Regions from separate parts of the Zea mays genome. Here region 2 is linked to region 1. The links are chromatin contacts, called in public Hi-C maps. All regions are on one chromosome and are shown on one strand. Each heading gives the region's core, a stretch centred on a gene start, on an enhancer-like site or on the middle of the called end of the contact. The rest is flanking DNA. Distances are from core to core; before and after follow the strand shown. Region 1 holds the start of LOC100382777. Region 2 overlaps LOC100193197 (Ypt/Rab-GAP domain of gyp1p superfamily protein).

What was found. Hi-C and Micro-C count contacts between places; a contact is called where the count stands out from the background.
Region 2: a Hi-C map of tassel shows a contact between it and region 1, with 2.2 times the contacts expected there. The contact joins the enhancer-like site here to the promoter of LOC100382777 in region 1. A contact is called at or near these places in 4 of 25 Hi-C or Micro-C datasets (ear, leaf and tassel).

Annotation. Positions count from the first base shown.
Region 1 is chr4:222,276,363-222,283,680 of Zm-B73-REFERENCE-NAM-5.0, forward strand. LOC100382777 reads left to right here and starts at 3,713. Exons shown (of 6, transcript NM_001175486.1): 1 at 3,713-4,032; 2 at 4,724-4,845; 3 at 4,937-5,204; 4 at 5,758-5,819; 5 at 5,905-5,986; 6 at 6,684-7,139. The coding sequence starts at 3,807. The coding sequence ends at 6,787.
Region 2 is chr4:222,421,357-222,428,674 of Zm-B73-REFERENCE-NAM-5.0, forward strand. LOC100193197 (Ypt/Rab-GAP domain of gyp1p superfamily protein) reads left to right here. Exons shown (of 5, transcript NM_001358684.1): 5 at 1-1,330. The coding sequence ends at 945. Among protein-coding and RNA genes, the nearest start is that of LOC100193197, 20 kb to the left of the region's middle. Within about 2 kb of position 2,940, at least 19 of the 20 cell types and tissues checked have an H3K27ac peak or open chromatin away from gene starts, as enhancers often do. A contact at or near this core is called in ear, leaf and tassel, where this site is marked.

The sequences.
Region 1 (7,318 bases), core at 2,463-4,962:
GGGCTCTTTGGATTCCTTAGGACACACACCCCTAATGGACATGTTCCTTAGTGTGACGCATGGAGCTTCTTCATCATCTAATTCATCAAGATCATCTTGCTCCACTTGGGAGCCATTAGTCTCATCAAACACAATGTCACAAGAAATTTCAACTAGTCCAGTGGATTTGTTGAAGACTCTATATGCCCTTGTGTTTGAGTCATATCCTAATAAAAGCCTTCTGCTGCTTTAGGAGCAAATTTAGAACTTCTACCTCTTTTAATAAGAATAAAGCATTTGCTCTCAAAGACTCTAAAATATGAAACATTTGGATTTTTACCAGTGATAAGTTCATATGATGTCTTCTTGAGGATTCCTTGAAGATATAACCGATTGATGGAGTAGCAGGCGATGTTAATCGCCTCCGCCCAACACCGGTCCGGTGTCTTGTACTCATCAAGCATGGTCCTTGCCATATCCAGTAGAGATCTATTTTTCCTCTCCACTACACCATTTTGTTGAGGTGTAGGGAGAAGAGAATTCATGCTTGATGCCCTCTTCCTCAAGAAAACCTTCAATTTGTGAATTCTTGAGCTCCATCCCATTGCCGCTTCTTATCTTTTTGATTCTCAATCCGAACTCATTTTGAGCCCGTCTTAAGAAAATCTCTTTAAGGTCTCTTGGGTTTGAGATTTTTCCTGAAGAAAGAATACCCAAGTGAAGCGAGAATAATCATCCACAATAACAAGACAGTATTTACTTCCGCCGATGCTTATGTAAGCTATCGGACCGAATAGATCCATGTGGAGTAGCTCGAGCGGCCTGTCAGTCGTCATGATGTTCTTGTGTGGATGATGAACTCCAACCTGCTTTCCTGCTTTACATGCGCTACAAATCCCGTCTTTCTCAAAATGAACATTTGTTAGTCCTAAAATGTACTCTCCCTTTAGAAGCTTATGAAGATTCTTCATTCCAACATGGGCAAGTCGGCGATGCCAGAGCCAACCCATGTTAGTCTTAGCAATTAAGCAAGTGTCTAGTTCAGCTTTGTTATCATTAAAATCAACTAAATATAGCTGACCATCTAACACTACCTTAAATGCTATTGAATCATCACTTCTTCTAAAGACAGTAACACCTACATTAGTAAATAGACAGTTATAGCCCATTGTGCATAATTGAGAAACAGAAAGCAAATTGTAGTCTAAAGAATTTACAAGAAAAACATTGGAAATAGAATGGTCAGGAGATATAGCTATTTTACCCAAACCTTGATTTCCATCCCGAATGTAATAGCTCTTTGAGGATCTTCATTTTCTCATATGAGGAGAACATCCTTTTCTTCCCTATCATGTGGTTTGTGCACCCGCTATCGATTATCCAACTTGAACCACGGATGCATAAACCTACAAAAACAAATTTAGGCCTTGTTCTTAGGTACCCAAACGGTCTTGGATCCTTTGACATTAGAAACAAGCACCTTGGATACCCAAACACAAGTTTTTGGACTCTTGTGTTTACCCCCAACATATTTGGCAACTACTTTGTCTGATTTGTTAGTTAGCACATAAGAAGCATCAAAAGTTTTGAATGAAACATTATGCTCATTTGATGCATTAGGAATTTTCTTCTTAGGCATTTTAACATTAGTGGTATGCCTAGAACTAGAAGCCTCATGTTTATAAATAAATGCATGATGAAAAACAGAATGAGGTTTCCTAGTATGAATTTTCCTAATCTTATGCTTAGGATAGTTTGCAGGATATAAAATGCTTAGGATAGTTTGCTGGCGATGGGCGCACCGGACAGTCCGGTGCACCACCGGGCAGCCACTGTGCACTATCCGGTGCGCGCCACCTCAGCGCAACCGTTGGAGACGTTTGTCTTCTAGCTGCACCGGACAGTCCGGTGCCACACCGGACAGTCCGGTGGCCTCTTACTTCTGCGCTTTGACTTCTGTCGTGGCACTGTGTACCACTGTAGCTCTGCACAGTCGACCATTGGCGCGCAGGGAGTCGTTGCTCCGCTGGTTCACCGGACAGTCCGGTGGCACATCAGACAGTCCGATGAATTATAGTGGAGTGCCCCTGCAGAATTCCCGAGAGTGGCTGGTTTGGAGGGCGCCTGGCCTGGTGCACTGGACAGTGTCCGGTGCACACCAGACACTGTCCGGTGCGCCAAAAAACAGCACACTCTATGTCTTGCTCCAATTTTTGATTGAGTCCCTAACTGAATTTCTTTCTTAGTTTGTGTTGAACCTTATGCATCTGAGATAAATGATATCTAGACAAACTAGTTAGTCATGTGGTTTGTGTTGTACATCAACCACCAAAATCGATTATAGAAAATGGTTAACCCCATTTCCCTTTTAAGAGGGAGAGAGTGGACGAGCAAAGTGAGACGCGGCGTCGACACGTGGGGCCCACCTGTCAGCGGACGCGGGCGTGGCTAACTGGGCCGAGCGGGCTGAGGAGGGGGGGACTTCGGGCTTCTTTTCCTTTTTTCCTTTATTCCCGAATTTCTAATCCTTTCTCCTTTTGTTTTTTTCTTTTGAATTCAAATTCAAACATGCTCCAAATTCAAATTCAAACAATTCAAACATGTGCATCAAACAAAATGATAATTTATGCCTAGCATGATTCAACGTCCCATGACTCACATAGGTTTTGATATAGAGTAAAGAAATAGTTAATCTCCGACCTAATAGACATGATTCTAATAAAAAGAGGAGAGAGGAAGACTAGAGAGAGAAACAAGAGGTAACACCTGAATTTGGTAGACATTAGAGAAGAAATTTTATACCCAAATTCAGGGTGTTACACCATTGGAGAAAGCCTAACAGCTAGAGTGAAGTTGCATGCCTTGAAAAAATCTACATGGTATGACGAAAAGTGTAGCGAGATACCTTTTTACATTAGATACATTTTCTCCTAATCTGAGCTGTATTCTCATGCCACTTGATTGACTTTTAGGCTATGTCCAGTAGCACCCCTATTGTGCCCCTCATGCGAAAAAGGGTCATCTGTTACTAACACATCTCTAGCGGAGTGTGAATGCATATGAAAAAGGGTGTTGACTCCACGCGTACCCCAAATTGGATACTCTCCCATCTCTATGTACCAGTAGATGTCTCCCTCTCCCCTTTCTCATGTCCGCTCCGCTCTCAACTCGAAATGAGTTTATTTTCTATATTCTTACTAAATAAAACATACTACCAATCCTTCCTATTTTATATATCCGTGTCAAGCATCCGCGAAACTGCTTTATAAGGCTACCATTAGCTTATCTTATATATAATCGTGCAAAACATCAAAGGGTCTATTTGGTTCGAGTAGATTCCTAAAAATTCGATTCTAACTGTGAGACGTAAGAAATCTGTTGTGAACGACGATTGTAAAAATTATATTTTGTTTGGTTGGAACAACTGTCAAACATAGATTCTATATGATCAAAATCGTTTGTAACATGTATGATAAAAATTTAGAAAATGTAGGGTAAAAGTTGATTCCAAGTTAAACTAGAGAAATATGTAGATTTTTAGAAATCTATTCTAAATTTTTTAACAGCTAATCTAGTTTAAAAAGCGGACCAAGCGTACGCTAAGTTTTGAGATCGAAAGGGCAGCTGTAGATAGCATAAAGCCCAGCCCAAGTATCCAGCCTCACGACCGACTCCCTCAATTACCTGCCCGTCCCAATTGTTTCCGCAAGTCGCCCAGACCAGATTTGCCAGAACGCAACCTCGGCTCCGAAACCCTAGCCGCACGCAGTTGTCCACTTCTACTCCCCTCGCCTCGCCACACCCGCCGCGCGGCACGATCAGACGCCATGGCCGCCGAGAACTACTGGAGGTACGCTGATGCGCGGCAGCAGCAGCAGGCGATGGTGGCCGCCGCGGCGGCCGCAGCGGGGATGGCTCCCGCGGCGACCGTCGCCGCGGCCCAGACGGTCGGGAGTGCGGCGGCGGCTATGAACCAGCAGGCTGCCGCCGCCGCCATGGCGCAGCAGGCCGCCGCTGCGCCGCCTCTCAAGCGTGCGCGCCCCGACTTCGGTGGTTCGTGCCCCCCCCCTCCCCTCTTTTTTTTTGTACGGGACGATCACCAGATCTTGTTTTTTTTGTGGCTATTTCCCCCCTCCGACTCCGATCTCCTCGTTGCCTGTGCTTTGCGGGATTTAGGAGTATCTTGCTGGTTGTTAGGTTCGTAATTTTAGATCCAGCGTTTAGATCTGCAGAGCAGTTTTGGTTGGGAGATTCTCCATGCATCTGGGCTGTCTGCCATAGTTTAGGTGACAAGCTACGTTCGTTGCACTATATTGAGAATTGTGTCCTTGTTGACTATTCTTGAGCTACAGTTGTTGGGATTGTTGATTTGGGGAGAAAATTATGTAATGATATTGCTTAGCCATATGCTGATTTGGCTTAGGGTGGAAAAGGATGCTTGCCGACTTGCCGTATCACAGGGCTTTTACAGAAACAAAATCATCGTTGATCTTGCACTTTTCATGTATTCCTGGATCGGTCGGCCTATTGATTGGTCGATTTTGGTGCTCAGGGATTTTTTCACTATTCAAACTTATTAAAATAGTCATCAGTAAAAAAGTGAAGCTGAGACCGGGAGTTTTTTTTGTAGTTGTCTTCTGTAACAAAATCCTGAACTTTCTGGTGAAATCGTTATCTTGGTTACACGCGATAGTTGGAGGTGAGGCTTGGGGGTGATCTTTGATTTCTTCTTCCATTTTCGCAGATGTGTCTGGTGGGCAAGACATGACAGGATATTATCCACGTGAAACTGACAGGTCAGGATACCATTCCCTCAGAGAGAACGACACACTTGGGGCATCTTATGACCGTTACTTGCGCAATGGGGTACAAACACAGTTTTCATATTGTACTACCTTTTTTTTGGTCAGAGCACAGAGTTATTGACATGCCTTTTATCTGTGTGATAAATTCATAGATGGCCTCCGTCGGTGCAAATGACACTTCTAGGGCTGCCGGGATGGGTGCTGGATTGGCTGCAGGGATGACTGCAGGGATGGGTGCTGGAATGGCTGCAGGGATGGCTGGCTATGGTGTTGATGGTCAGCGTATGATGGGTGTTGTTGGTATGGACAGCAGAGGGATGGGATATGGTGGCAGACCTGAGCCACCTCTTCCGCCTGATGCATCAAGCACTCTATATATTGAGGGCTTACCTGCAAACTGCACACGACGGGAGGTTTCACGTATCCTTCTCCAAAATATCATTATTGTCCTTTGCTAAACTTATTTTTCTAAATGTGTCTTGCTAGCTTTGAACATTCCGTTGACCCCCTTTAGGTCTTGTTCGGTTATTCCAATTACATGTGTATTGAAATGGATTGGGATGGATTTTGACTTGTTATGGATTTAAACCGACTCAATACCACCCAATCCACATGGATTAACGGTGAAACGAACAAGCCCTTAAATGTCACATTCTACAGTTTGTCTGCTTTTGTTGAAAGACTTATGGTGCTCCCCGACTCTGTAAGGCTTTGTTTGAGTACTGTAGTATTCACCACAATCCATATATATTGAGGTGGATTGGGGTGTGGATTGGGGTACACCTCAATACATGTGGATTATGGTGACTAGAGTACCCAAACAATGCCTAAATCTTCATATTGTTCATCTTCTCTGGTTTCTTTCTGTTTATATGCTTCAAGTCTTGTTTAATCTGAAGTACTGATTGGCGGTACCTGTGTATGTTGCCATTCTCTTAAAATATTTTTGTTCCTTAACCTTTTGATTCCTTAGATATATTTCGCCCATTTGTTGGTTTTCGTGAAGTTCGTCTTGTCAACAAGGAGTCCAGACATGTAAGTTAACTATCTGCACCCTTTGACCCATTAGAAATTTACTGCTCTAGCGATGGATGATTCTTATCTCTCAACCTTTCTGCAGCCTGGTGGAGATCCACATGTGTTGTGTTTCGTTGATTTTGACAACCCTGCTCAGGCTACAATTGCTCTGGAAGCATTACAAGGTGAAACTTCTTATATATGTGGATATGGACTGTGTAGTTGTGTTGATTTCCTGATTCTTTGCTTTGTTGACTTTAAATTTTGCATGTATATGTTTGTTAAATTCTATCATGCATGTTGCATGTCTATAGTTTGTCGTGAAGCTTGTTTTGGAATTGGTAAATTCTTGTTCATTCCGCATCTAACTTAATGCGTGTGGTAATAGTTTTTGAATTAGTTCATATATTAGTTATAGCAGGAAGCTGGGTAAACCCATCTATTATTCAAAGCACTGAGGCAAGTGGCAACACCACTCAGCATTTCCTAACAAGCTAATATTTTCGTGCATTTAATAGGACTGGTGAGTCATGAATTTTTGCGCTTTGCTTCCTATTCAAGTGCACATTATGCCCTTTCTAATACATTACATCTAGGAATTGTTACCAAGTTGAGAAACTCATGACCAGAGTATGGAACCTAGGCGTTCTTAGGTTCTACACTTTGAGCTTGCTTTGTGTCAGCATCCCTGCCAATTTAAGAAGATTTGCATTAGCATTCTGATCTACTGGATCTAAGATTTGTATTTCCATCTTGATCTGCATGGGGGAGTAGGCCTTTGGTTGAAGGCAAAAAACACAACTCTTCCTATTCTTATTACGGTCCGATCTCTTGTTCACGCGACGACCTGAGCAATATAAACCATCACGATTCGTTTTGCAGGTTATAAGTTTGACGAACACGAGCGTGATTCAGCCCATTTGCGTCTGCAATTCTCACGCTTTCCCGGTCCAAGGTCAGCTGGTGGGCCTCGCGGTAGGCGTTAAGACGTGCGGACCTCGTGGTTGCCGAACCTATCGTTTATACGAGCGATCCAACTACGGTGGGCTAACGCTTCGATATGCGCTGAATTTCGGGGCGGTGGCTTTTTAGGGTTCGTCAGCTCATTTCGTGAATGCGTGAAAGGGACAATGCAATAAGTGATATTCTGCCATATGTTATTAGATGCCGTATAATGTGTTAGGCATGGAAAGTTATTCGACATACTGTATCTGCTGCCTTAGCTATTGTGGTCTACTGTAACTTCATTACCTTGCTTCACATCCGAGACAATTTGAGTTTGTTATCATGTGGATTATCTGTTTTGAAAATGAAAACTAGATGATGTTAGCCTATTTTAGTAATGCATATTGCCCCATTGGTGTTTCTTGCCCATATACCAAAATCGTGTACTTTAATCTAGGATTAGTAAAACTGTGGTTGCCTAGGAACTATGTTGTAACCCACTGACACCCTTAGTTAAGCACCAAAGGATGTCAGGGGCTACTGTGCCTATTTCTGACTTTATTTTGTAAGGC
Region 2 (7,318 bases), core at 1,690-4,189, 140 kb after region 1:
TCAGAATCTTCTGAATCTGAGTCTTCATATGAAGAGGACCCTGATAGAACACCTGTCTCTACCAATATGGAAGAGAGCTGTGATCCCAAACCTAGATTTGTCCGGACTGCTTCAGCAAAGTCAGACATTTTTCTTTCAGACAGAACTCCTGAGGATTTTACCACATGGCAGCGCATTATACGTGTAGATGCTATTCGAGCAAATACAGAATGGGTTCTATTTGCCCGTAACCAGGCTGAAGTCTCTAAAGAGAAAGCACTGCAGTCTGCAATATCTGTTGGATTGAAAGATTTTGACCATTTGGAGCCTTACATGATTTATCATGCGGCACGATTAGTTGCACTGCTTGAGGCATATGCAGTCTATGATCCAGAGATCGGGTACTGTCAAGGAATGAGCGATCTCTTGTCACCAATAGTTGCAGTCATGGAGGAAGATCATGAAGCATTTTGGTGCTTTGTGGGTTTCATGAGGAAAGCCAGACACAACTTCAGACTTGATGAGGTTGGAATAAGAAGACAGCTGAAAACCGTCTCGCAGATCATCAAGCTTAAAGATTCACAGCTCTACAGGCACCTGCAGCAACTTCAGGCCGAAGACTGCTTCTTTCTGTACCGAATGGTGGTGGTTCTCTTCAGGAGGGAGCTCACTTTTGAGCAGACTATGTGTCTGTGGGAGGTTATGTGGGCCGACCAGGCCGCGATTCGAGCTGGGATTGGAAGGTCCACTTGGGCAAGGATAAGGCTTCACGCCCCTCCAACAGACGACTTGCTGCTCTACGCTATCGCAGCCTGTGTCCTGCAGAGGAGGAAGCTGATAATCGAGAAGTACAGTAGCATGGATGAGATACTGCGGGAGTGTAATAGCATGGCCGGGCAGCTAGATGTCTGGAAGCTCCTAGATGATGCACACCACTTGGTTGTCGACCTTCATCACAGAATCTGATGCGACGGCTTCCCTCAGTTATGTTTGGTAGAGTATGCAGACATGAACCACTTTTCCGAGGTGTATTTAGTAATCTGTTGTGTACTGTTCATCACCCGGAATTATGGGCATATATCTAGAGAACCGTGTGGCTTCAAGTGAGGACGAAGTTATCTCCACTTCGGTTAAGCTGATAAACCATTGGATAGCACAATGGTTTATGCAAGCCATCCATAGTTTAACTTGATGTAAAATTTCGTTTTTTTGCTTCCAGTATCTGTCCTAGGCGAAAACATCATTTTCCATCAAGCCTTTTATAGCAAAATTTAAAGTTCCCAGATTTTGGGGTGTAATGCGGAGTAATATATGATGGATTCAAAGTCTTTGCTGCGTCATTGCACACACCAAGTTCTTCCATTATTCCTGTTCCTGCCGTTCCTGGTATATTCTGCAGAATCTGTTTGATATCGTAGCATGGTAAAAGGGCATATGGTCGCAGAAATTATGCGACGCACAAGAGCATAGTAACGTGCTACAATTGTGCGAAGCACAAGAGCATATGCCTGCAGAAGCTATACATTTCTGGACATGGCAGTGCCACACGCGAGCTTGCAGAATCATGCTAGCTGCGCTACTATTTTACTACTCCCTCCATCCTGAAAATGGTCACAATTCTAAAAAACTCGATTCTTGGTCAAATATTTTTAAAACTAAGCAATGTTGTAGAAAAAAACTATTAATACCATAAGGTATATATGATTACAGTACAGACGTACTGGGACTACTGGTCCAGTGCGACTGTTGACATCGGCGTCCAACAGTTTCACCTGGACGGACGTCCTCTTCCGTTGAATGAGGGAGAGAGAGAGAGAGATGACGATCAGCATGGAGTAGGATCCGATCGTACAGCTCAGGGGACACCTGCACGGCTGCACACCAGCGTCCAAACTCTTGATGTGATCTTACCTGAAACAATGCTACGCAACACTGAGGCGACAGGCAGCAGTTGCCCTGGCCCACGGGGCACAACACGTGTTCGATCATCTTCTCCACTTTCCCCAACGTCTGATCCGATATGATATGATGATTAGAATGCCTCTTCGACCGATAGTAAAACGTACAGTGGTGTGTTTTTAGCACCTAGTTTTCAGCTAGTTAGTTTGTAACTAAAAGCACCATATTGGTTTGTAACTAAAAGCACCATATTAGCTAGTTAGTCATTTAATTTTGTTTGGGTAATACTAAGCTTAACCTAGTTGGTTTGCTTCCACATGATGGAAGGTCTCCTTCTGTCATAATGTTTATTAGCAGTTTGGAGACCCAAGTTTAGAAGTTGGGAACCAAACATCATCCCCTAACTATCATGAGCCAATAATAACCAACCGCAAGAAGGTATAAGCAAAAATATCCAAGTGCCTTGAGAGGTTAATTTTATTATGTGGGTGAAAGTGAAGGGGACAGCTCGTCATGTGTCTGTTGTTCCCCTCTGATTAGTTGCAGTAGACACGGATTGACATGCATGGTGTCGTCTAGCTATTTATCACCAAAGCATCATGTCCTACCACCGATTGGCAATTATTAGCTGGTGGTCACTGTGTGGTCAATCAACAGTACAAGTCATACATACGGCATTTTTTAATATAAAAAAGCAACAACAATTCATTCAACCAGTACCAGTTTTAGATCCTTTTGTTAGATTACAAGAGCATTTTTTTTCTGTATTTTAAAAACTGTTTCATGTAAAATCTGTGTAAGGTTTTCTTGTGTGAAATTCCTACCCCCTCTAAATTAAAGGAGCACTTTAGCTAGGACTAGGAGTGAGCTATTAGTAGCCACATAAACAATAACTATTTGTTTCGCAAGGCCCGTGTAGGAGTGAGAGAATAGTGGAGTTACTACTATTTGGTCCCATTCATTTTGCACCGGTACGGAGGGAGAGGACACGCGTGAACATGACGACAGGGAAAGGCTGGACGAGAGGTGGCCCAAGCCATTCTGTTGGTGTTGGGAGGGCGCCACCCACCCACGCCACCCGCGCCGACCGACAAAGGCTGCCCCAGGTCGATCTCTCTGGATCATTGCCCTGCGCCGTGGTCGTCGCCTCCGGGTTCTCCGGCTTGGCCACACGAGTAGCTGCTTGAACCAGAGCCGTAGCTTGGCCGGCGTTGCCTTTAATTTGTTGCCGTCGCTCGATAGATGGCCCGGCCAGGACGACGAGCCCCGGCAAGCTGTCTGCTAGAGTCTGTCACGTCCTTTCCTGCCGTGTACATCCATCCGCGCCTTTCAAATCTCCGCGGGCATACTCTGTGACTGTTTAATAAAACAACCACCGTACCACCTGAGAAAACAGCAGTATCCATATTTGAAATCAGTAGCAAGAGCAAACTTGAGGATGGTATAACTGTCTTGTAGGTGTACATATATCATGTGATGGTAATACATATAAGATGAACATCTACTCTTTATAAGGGGTCTATGTAGCACGGCTCCGGCTACTCTAAAAATAACTCCGGTTCCTACTTTTTTCAAGAGCAGCTCAGCTCCCCCATAGAAGCCAGTGTTTTTAACAAATCGTTTGGCAAAACGGCTACTCTTGACGTGAGAGAAGGGCAAAATAGAGAAGGGAGGAGCCGCAAGAAGCTTTTTGGCTCCAGCTTCTCTCTATAAAAATAGCTCTGACTCTTCGTCAGTGCTCTTTGTTGGCTGCTCTTATTTTGAAACCGTTTGGGAGGGGCCAAAGCCAAATTTAGGAGCCCTCCCAAATAGGACCTACGTAGTTTAACTTCTGTTTGAAATACGTAGCATTAATGCCCGTTTCAACGCACTAGAGGCTAATAGTTAGATGTTAAAAAGTTGCTACTGAAATTAGCTAATAACTAACAAATAGTTGGCTAACTATTAGCTACTTTTAGCTAGGTTAGACCAGCTAATAACTAATGGATAGTTAGTGTGAGGCCAATAGCTAGCTGGACTATTAGCTAGAGATGTTTGGATGTCTACAACTAAAAGTAGCTAATAGCTAAATTATTAGTTCGATTGTTTAGATGTCTCTAACTAATTTTAGTAGCTAACTATAAACTCTTTTGTATTCAAACATAGACATGTGTTCGCTGCTTAAAAGTAAATTCGTAATGGTGGATTTTGACATCGGTGCCCACCTCGTTTACCGCACAGGTGCCCACCATTAACAAATGCTAGTGAAAAAAGGACGTTAGGAAAAAAAGGTTTTCTTGAGACATTTCAGAGTATTTTAGTTTTCGGGTTTGTTTGGAAGCTAGATGATGAGGTGGATTCACGAGAATAAAATCCCTTTTCTATTTAATTTTTAATATCAAAGATGCATGTTTTAGCCTTTCGAATCACCTCCATTCCTCTGGGTCTGTTTGGCACCAAAATAAGCACGCGGACGGTCCGGCCTTGAGGCCGGACAGTCCGCGGTCCAGACAGTCCGCGCTTGTGGGCCGGACGGTCCGCGCATGCGCAAAGTAGATTAGGGTTCCGAGTTTTGTGCTATGTTTGTTAGCTAGATTCGTGGAATCAGCTCGGAATCCAGTCGTGTAAAGGGTCCAGCCCCCCTCCTCTATAAAAAGAGAGGTCTACGGCCGATTTGTAATCATCATCAATCGAATCAAACACTTCTATTTCGCATTTTATCCTAGGAGTAGTTCTAGTCTAGTTTAGGTTTAGCCTCTCGATCTCCAATTTCTCGCTTCTCTTCGACTCTACGCCGATTAGAAGAGTCTAGGTCGGCCTGCCGAGCCTAGACATCACCTAGGATCTCTCCTCCCCGACGGGGTCCCTCCCGAGAGCGAGATCCAGGCCGCCGCCGGCGACTTCCGCCGCCTCTGCGTACGCGCGGACCGTCCGGCCCCCAGGGCGCGGACCGTCCGGCCGTCAGGCAGAGGACCCTAGCCCCTGCACCAGGTCGCGGACCGTCCGGCCCCAGGCCGCGGACCGTCCGCGCCTGACTAGAGAGCACCGCCACGGTTCTTGTTGAGTGTTTGGCGCTCCGAAAAGACGTCAACATACTTTTTGGCGACTCCGCTGGGGAAGACATATTTAGACCTATCAAATCGGCCCTCAATGGCCGGTTCGAAGGATAGTTCTGAAGTCTCTCCAAGCAACATCATAGAGCCGACTTGGGAAACCTTGCCGGCTGACGAACAGCTCCAGTTCGAGGAGCATAAGGAGCAGATGATTCAGGAGGCAAAAGCAAGGTTCTTGGCCAACTTCAAAGTGGAGAGGAACAACAAGGTCGTCCGACATCGGGCGACGGATCCGGCTTCACTGCGACCCACGCCAGATATCCCCAATGTAAGTAATACAAACGAGCTGCAATCTCTTAAGAATTATGTAGATGAACAGCGTGAACAAATGCAAAATATCATAGAGGATATGCAAAACGATTATAGGAGACTAGTACGTGCATTTGATAAATCTAATATAGCAAATTTTCCTTCACACGAGGTTGAATTAGGGGATAACACACGTAATACATCGGCTAGAGGTTGTCACGACCAGTCACAACCCCTTTATGGGATGCCGATGGACACGTACCCTGAGCAACCGCAAATCGGCAGCAAAACAGCCGATCTGCACATGTCCGGACCGTCCGCACGTGAGCGCGGACCGTCCGGGCCAGCCACGGTCGGGCCTATTTTTAATGAGTTACCTAGACATGCACCCGAGCCACCACATACATCACAGAACCCAAACTACCCAGTCGGACTGTCCGCATACAACGACGGACGGTCCGCATATAACCACGGACGGTCCGGGTACATATCCGGACAGTCCGCGCATGAGTCTTTTGAGAAAGATTATTACCCGAATCCTCACCCGTCCCAGCAACACTTCCCATCACACTATGCAATGCACCAGCCCATTAATTCAAGATCCAGAGCTCAGGAAAGCTTTCCGGCCCCACCTAGAAGGCCGGAAAGAAACGATCAAACCTATGAGCCATATAGGGCAAACAGAAATGCACCATGTAGCTCAAACCAATGGGGGGAAAGACAACATACTAACATCCAACCAACCCCACCTATGTTTGACCAGAGAGCCGGTGGTCTTGCACCGGCTTCCATTGATATAGTAAGGGAAGAAATAGTCGGGGCGTTCCGAGATAAGCTCGGAGTAAGCATGGTCCCTGGGGGGCAATCATATCGGAGACCTTATGACAGCCGATTTGATCACCACCCATACCCACAGGGAACCAGGATACCCGAATTCGCAAAATTTTCGGGTGATCAAGGAAAGAACACGCGCGAACACATAGGCCAGTTTTTAGCACAATTAGGAGAATTGGCCGACACGGAGGCATTTCGCGTATGTTTGTTTTCATTATCTCTAACAGGAACCGCGTTTGCATGGTATGCCACTTTACCTCCTAATTCCATTTCATCATGGGGGGATCTAGAACAAAAATTTCATGATCATTTTTTCTCCGGTGACTACGAGTTGGATTTGGTAGATTTAGTGTCATTGCGACAAGCAAAACATGAATCGGTTAATGATTACATCCGGAGATTCCGAGATACAAGAAACCGATGCTTCCAAATTCATTTAGCAGAAAAACAGCTAGCAGGATTAGCCTTTAATGGTCTACGATATTATTTAAAAGAAAGATTAGAATGCATCCAATTTTTTACACTAGCACAGTTACACCAGAGAGCTTTGGCTTGTGAAAGCCGGAGCAAAGAAACTGCTAAAACAATTCGTCACAACGTACATATAGTAGAATGCGACCAAAGTAGCTCAGATGATGAATCAGTAGAAGTATATGCTGCTGAAATGGTTTGGCCAAAACAGGCCAAATCTTCGGCTTGTTCCTCCTTACAGCCGGTTCAAAAGAAACGGCAAGAGGAGGTTAAGTTTAGGTTTAATGTTGGTAAGTGTGATAAAATATTTGACTAATTACTCAAAAATGGCAACATTAAAATAAATTACACTGTTCCATCCGCCGACGAGCTAAAACATCGTGTGTACTGCAAGTGGCATAACTCATTTTCTCATGCCACTAATGATTGTAATGTGTTTCGGCGACAGATTCAATCGGCCATTAACGAGGGACGATTGAAATTCCAGGAAATGCAGGTTGATACAGAGCCCTTTCCGATAAACATGATCGACTTCGAGGGCAAAAAAGTCCTGGTTCGGCCAAACACAGCCGATAAAGGCAAAGGCAAAGAAACAATCATCGGCGATGCTAAAAAGGCCGATGGGGATTGTAAAGTTTCTTGCAGGAAAGTGGTGGCCGAGAAGACTCCCGATGGAGGGGAGACTCTGAAGGTGACCATCACAACCTCTAGCACTGGGGGCAAGCGCAGACAGGGAGACAGTTGCGGGAACTCGTGCTGCGCATCGCGGACAGTCCGCCATCCAGACGCGGACG